Regions from separate parts of the Oryctolagus cuniculus genome. Here region 1 is linked to region 2. The links are chromatin contacts, called in public Micro-C maps. All regions are on one chromosome and are shown on one strand. The core of a region is the stretch at or near the end of the contact, and the rest is flanking DNA. Distances in the headings are between cores, read along the strand shown.

The links. Hi-C and Micro-C count contacts between places; a contact is called where the count stands out from the background.
Region 1: a Micro-C map of ear pinna shows a contact between it and region 2, with 6 times the contacts expected there. The contact joins the promoter of TMEM258 here to the promoter of INCENP in region 2. A contact is called at or near these places in 3 of 6 Hi-C or Micro-C datasets (ear pinna, psoas muscle and an unstated tissue).

Annotation. Positions count from the first base shown.
Region 1 is chr1:10,441,195-10,444,049 of mOryCun1.1, forward strand. TMEM258 (transmembrane protein 258) reads left to right here and starts at 1,578. Exons shown (of 4, transcript XM_002721019.5): 1 at 1,578-1,714. The coding sequence starts at 1,712. It overlaps FEN1 (flap structure-specific endonuclease 1), which reads right to left and starts at 1,429. Exons shown (of 2, transcript XM_008274406.4): 1 at 1,240-1,429.
Region 2 is chr1:10,146,113-10,149,106 of mOryCun1.1, forward strand. INCENP (inner centromere protein) reads right to left here and starts at 1,304. Exons shown (of 18, transcript XM_008274397.4): 1 at 1,143-1,304.

The DNA.
Region 1 (2,855 bases), core at 328-2,827, 300 kb after region 2:
GAACCTGCTCATCACAGGGTCTACACTGGCGGGCAGTTGCAAATAGGAGCCAGTGCTTCATCATCCGTGACCCAGGTCCCTTAGCAAATCTTTCCCAAACTGCCATCACCATTTTTGCCACCTCCAGTTAAAATCTGAACTTGCATTCACCTAACAGATCTTTAAATGCACACAATTATGTGCAATTTAAAGTCATCCTGTACGCACTGGTAGCAGGTGTTCCTCATTAAGAAATCCTCTACAGGGCCTGGCACTGTAGTGCAGCCGGTAAAGCCGCCGCCTGTAGTGCGGCATCCCATATGGGCGCTGGTTCTACTCCCGGCTGCTCCACTTCCGATCCAGCTCTCTGCTATTGCCCGGGAAAGCAGTAGAAGATGACCCAAGTGCTTGGGCCCCCGCACCCGCGTGGGGCACCCAGAAGAAGCTGCTGGCTCCTGACTTCAGATCGGCGCAGCTCTGGCCATTGCGGCCATCGGGGAGTGAACCAGCGGATGGAATCTCTCTCTCTGCCTCTCTGTAACTGTGCTCTTCAAATAAATAAATAAATACTCTACAACCAACCTCCTCAGTCTGGGAACCCAATCGAAAGGCTGTGCTCGGGGCTGCCTTTTCGGTGCCCTCTTCCCGCCAACCTCTCACCCTTCCTTCACGGTCCATCTCCTTCTAGCTCCCCTGTGAATGCCCGTGGCCAAGCCCTGGCCTTGAGTCCGGGCGCCCGCGTGCACCATCGGCGTCACAGCGCACTTCGCTCTGGGCTTCTCCACTCTGTGACAACCGAGCCTGTCTTGCGGATTCCCGCTGCGTTAACCGGCGATCTTCCGCCATGACCCAGGTGCCCGAGACGGAACCCACCCGGTCCTCGGGTTCGGGTCCCCAAGCGGGCAGCACTGTTAGCCCGTGTGCCCAGAGCAGAGCACGTCGCTCTGCGAGCCGCGGGCGCTCTCGGCGGCATTCAATACAGCAGCCAAGGGGCCTCAGCAAGCGAGGCTGCGAACAGGCTTTGCGTCCAAAGCCTTAGTTTAAAAAATAACAATAATAATAAAAAATAATACCCCACGACCTCATAACGTGGTAGTTATGGGCCTCCTTCTACAAGCAAAGGAGGGGCTCGGAGGTTATGCAAAAGATCCCAAATCCCACAACGGGAAAGTGGCGGGACGGCCTGAGAACCCGCGAGCGACAGGGCACCCGGCGCAAAGCGGCCCCCGTCGCTCTCAGGAGCGTCCCATGGAGTCTCACCTGGCCTTTGCGGCGCGAGGCCTGGGCAGGTAGCGCTTCGCCAGGTGTTGCCCAGCACAGTCCTAAGCTCCGCTCCCCTCAGCTCTTGTCGCGGGCAGACCCTCACTCCGCCGCCTTCCAAAGCCCGCGCTCCCGTCACGTGACCGGCCCGCGGCGCACAGCTTCCTGGGGAGCGTAGTGCACGCTCTGGCTCTCTCGAACACCTTGCTCCCAAGGCAAACAGTTTCGCTAGGGAGAAAGGACTCGCTCAGCTAAGCCTTCCCTATTCTTGCGTTGCTCACTCTGCTCCAGGAGTAGGGTACTACATCAGGCCCCACAGATCCCAGCTCCGAGCACACCTGAAACTAAAAGACTACAAGTCCCACAATGCCATTCGCACGAGAGCACTTCCTCTTCCGGACGAACAAGGCGCCTGCTCCTGCCGACGTGTTCTTCCGGTGGCGGAGTGGCGACTTAGGCTGTGCCCGGCAAAATGGTGAGAGGGATGAGGGGAGTTCTGAGCAGGGCGGAGAGCACGGCTCGGGGTCTGATTCACACCGCGTACTTTCGCGGAGGTCTCAAGTCCAAGATTCAGATGTTGGAGCGCTCCTGGGGCCCCGGTTTGAGCTGAGGGGCGAGGAAGGACTTGCCATGGACTCCGTAGGCTGAGATGTAGCCCCGCTGGGCTTCAGCTCCTGCTGTTTATAAAGGGTGAGGGGTGTGAGGTGCACTTTGAGTACCCTGGAACTTGTGTGTGTGTTCCCTGTGATCTCTAGAAAGTTCTTCCCCCGCCTTGTACTCATCCCACAAGGCCCTGGCCAGTGTCTGGACTCTCACGGGCACTTGGTCCCCTTCTCTTGGGAGCGCCCCCAGCCTCTGCACAGACCTCTTGCCACGTTTCTTGGCCGCCTTTGTTTTCTGCCACGCCTCCTAGTGACCACCATCTGACGCGCCTCTAGCTCTGGGTGATGTCTATTAGCCTTTGTATTCCCGGTGCCCAACACAGGGCCCGTAATTGGAGGCTGGATAAATAGCCGCGATTGTCTTCATCGTTCTTAGGGGGGTGAGGGGGACATAATTGTTTACTGAATTCAATTCCAGTATCTCTTGGAACAATGGGGTCAGTTTACTTCTCCCGAGTTGTTATGTTCTGGATTTTAGAAGCGTTGGCTTAGTGGGTGACAATGGAAGTGAACATTTGTACAAAACTTGACGTGTGTAGCCTCTTTCACAGGCATTATCTCATCATCTTCCTTGCAACCTTAGGAAGGAAACAAACACCTATTGAACAGCTACTGTATGTGGGGCACTAAACTAGATGGTGGACATGCATCAGCTTTCTTAAATCATACAGCAACTCTGTGTCAGATAGATATTATTTTTTTAAAAGATTTTATTTATTTGAGACACAGAGTTGCAGACAGAGGGAGAGACAGAAAGATCTTCCATCCACTGGTTCACTCCCCAAATGGCCACAACTTTCAGAACTGGGCCAAACCAAAGCCAGGACCCAGGAGCTTCTTCCTGGTTTCCCACGTGGGTGCAAGGGCCCAAGTACTTGGGCCATCTTCTACCACTTTCTCAGGCCATAGCAGAGAGCTGGATCGGAAGAGGAGCAGCCGGGACACGAACAGGTG
Region 2 (2,994 bases), core at 54-2,553:
GAGAGCAAGAACTGGCTGACTTTTCTAATATTTGTGCAAATCGGCAAGGTGGGTGAGAACTTCTTTGACAAAGTCCAAAGCAGCATTTGGACTTCTTCCGCAGGGAAGTGTATACTGGGCCGTTTAAAAGAGGTCCCCACATGTAAGAACACAGGTGCATGTCCCGGAAAGGCGAGTGGGGCCTGCGTACAAAGAATCAGACCCCAGGGAAGAGCAGCAAAAACCTCATCTTCAACCCGGGTAACAACCCGTGCAGACACACAGCACCGACACTCCTCCAAGGAAGAAGGGAGCCCCGCTGCCTCTCCACAGTCTCCCTTCCACTCCAAACCCAGCCTGCACGCCCCACAGGCCTTCCCGGGCCCTCCTCCCCGCTCCTGCTCCATTTAGAGCTGCAAAACGGTGGCCATAGCTCCACCGCAATGGTCCTGGTAGCTGCTCCCTGAGCCCCGGCATCGCCTCTCGCACTGCTCACCACACTCTGCAGCACACGCATGTGCAGATGAGAACCAGGCGAAGAGAAGCGAAGTCACAGACGCCCAGCAAATCAGGAGCAGAGCCCGGATTTAAACTCCGCTCTTAACCACCTGCTAGACCAACCCCCCGGATATCAGCTTCCGCAGGCCGGCGCCCAGGCCGGCTCTGGACGCCCCGGGGACAGCCCACGGGGGCCGGATGGAACGCAACGCGCCGGGCAGGGACACATCAGGGGCCGCACGGGCGGTTTAAAATGCTGCCCGGCGGGGCGCGGAGAGGGGCGGGCGACCAGGGGTCTGACGGCGATAAAACGCCGAGTGGCGTGCATCCGCCCAACAAGCCGGTCGGCTTCGGGCTTCCTGCGGCCCTAAGTCAACACAGAGCCTCCGAGGCAAGCGACGAGGTCCTGGGCACCCGGTGGGGGAGGGGACGGGGTTATTCTCGGGGGCCCCGGGGGCCCCGGGAGGAAGTGGAAGCGGGCGGCGGCATCTCGGACCGCCGGACCAACGCAGGTCACCTCGCCGCTCGGAAGAGATGACCCCTGCATGCCCAGGCCACTTGGGATCGGGGGTCACGCCCCTGACCCGGAGCGGGCAGTGAGGAGCCCAAGAGGCTGGGAACCAATGCCAACCTCCCCGGCGCCGGCGGCGGCCGCGCGCACTCACCTGACTGCACCGCGTCTCCCGAAGCTGCTATCCACGTCCGGCGGTCTTCCTAGCCGGGAAGCCGCCTGCCCAGACCCACGCAGCTCCCGGTCTTCAGGGTTCGCCGCACCAGAGAAGCAACCGAGCCGTGCAGCGCGGGCGAAATCTACGATTTTCAAAACTGAAGGCTCAACCAATCGTCGGCAAGTTTATCCGGGCGGTTGCAAAAATCTAAGCCAATCAGGTAGCAAGAATTACCACTCTGGCTTTCTATTGGCTGTCTGAGATGGCAATCTCCGGGACTAAGAGGCGGGGAAAGGAAGCGTAGACGCTTTAAGCCTCCTCCACTTCCGGGAGCCGGCTGGTGTCGGACTGAGCCGGTAGCGCTGGGTCCGCTGAACGGGCGCAGCCTCGCAGGCTCGGAACTACAAGCCCCAGCGTGCACTGCGAAGGCGCCCGGCGGCATGGGGAAGGGGGATGGAGGGGGAACCCAGCGGCTGGGCGCAGCGCTGTGCTGGCTTTGTGTCCAAAGTTGTTCCCCCGAGCGTGATGACAGCCTCGCGACATCTGTCACTCGCTTTGTAAAGCCTCCCGGAGCTTGAGACTAGAGGGCGCCTTCTGTCGCCTCCGGGGACAGTCACCTGCGTCCCCCCGGGCTGGCCTCCAAAGGCGGGCTTGCGTGCACGCACACACCTTGTGCACAAGGGGCAGAGGCCAGGGACGCCTCTGCGAGGAGAGCAGGGCAGCCCGGCTCAGCAAAGGGCTGGCTGTGGGGCCCCAAACGCAGGGGACTGTCCTGCCGTCTGGAAACCCCGATTTAGACGACCCTTTTCCTCTGTGCGTCGGCGTTGCCGGTCCTTGGGAAATAAGGCAGTTAAATCCGGGAGAGAGTTGCACAGCTGCGTTTTTTGCAGCTTTATTCACGATAGCCAAGAGGTGGAAGTAGCCTAATGTCTGTCAACAGATAATGGAATATTATTCAGCCCTTAAAAAGGAAGGAAAAACACACCATATGCTACAGCATGGATGAACCTTGAGGGTATTCTTCTTTTTTTTTTTTTTTTTTTTTTTTTTTTTTTTTTTTTGACAGAGTTATAGATAGTGAGAAAGAGACAGAGAGAAAGGTCTTCCTTCCGTTGGTTCACTCCCCAAATGGCCGCTACGGCCGGTGCTGCGCCAATCTGAAGCCAGGAGCCAGGTGCTTCCTCCTGGTCTCCCATGCGGGTGCAGGGCCCAAGCACTTGGGCCATCCTCCACTGCCTTCCCAAGCCACAGCAGAGAGCTGGACTGGAAGAGGAGCAGCCGGGACTAGAACCCAGCACCTATATGGGATGCCGGCGCTGCAAGGCGGAGGATTAACCAGGTGACCCACGGCACCGGCCCGCCTTGAGGGTATTTCACTAAAGGAAATGAGCCAGTCGCAAATAGATGTTGCATGATTTCCATTTACCTGAGATGTCAACAGTAGCTAACTTTTTTTTTTTAAGATATAATTATTTATCTGAAAGAGAGAGAGATGTCTTCCACTCGCTCACTCCCCAGATGGTCACAAGAGCCAGGGCTGGACCAAGCAGAAGCCAAGAGCCTGGAACTCCATCCTAACCTCCCTCGTGGGTGCAGCGGCCCAAGCCCTTGCGCCGTCGTCCGCTGCTTTCTCAGGCGCATGAGCAAGGAGCTGGATGGGAAGTGGAGCTGCCTGGGAGGCATCGGCACCTGTGTGGGATGCTGGCGCTGCAGGTGGCGGCTTACTGGCTGTGCTGCCAGTGTGGCCCTGCGAGTAGCTAGCTTTGGTGAGCATGTAGAGCTGTGTTTCTGCTTCCAGAGGCTGGAGGTGGTAGAAAGTGGAGTTGTTCAAGGGACAGAGTTTCAGTTT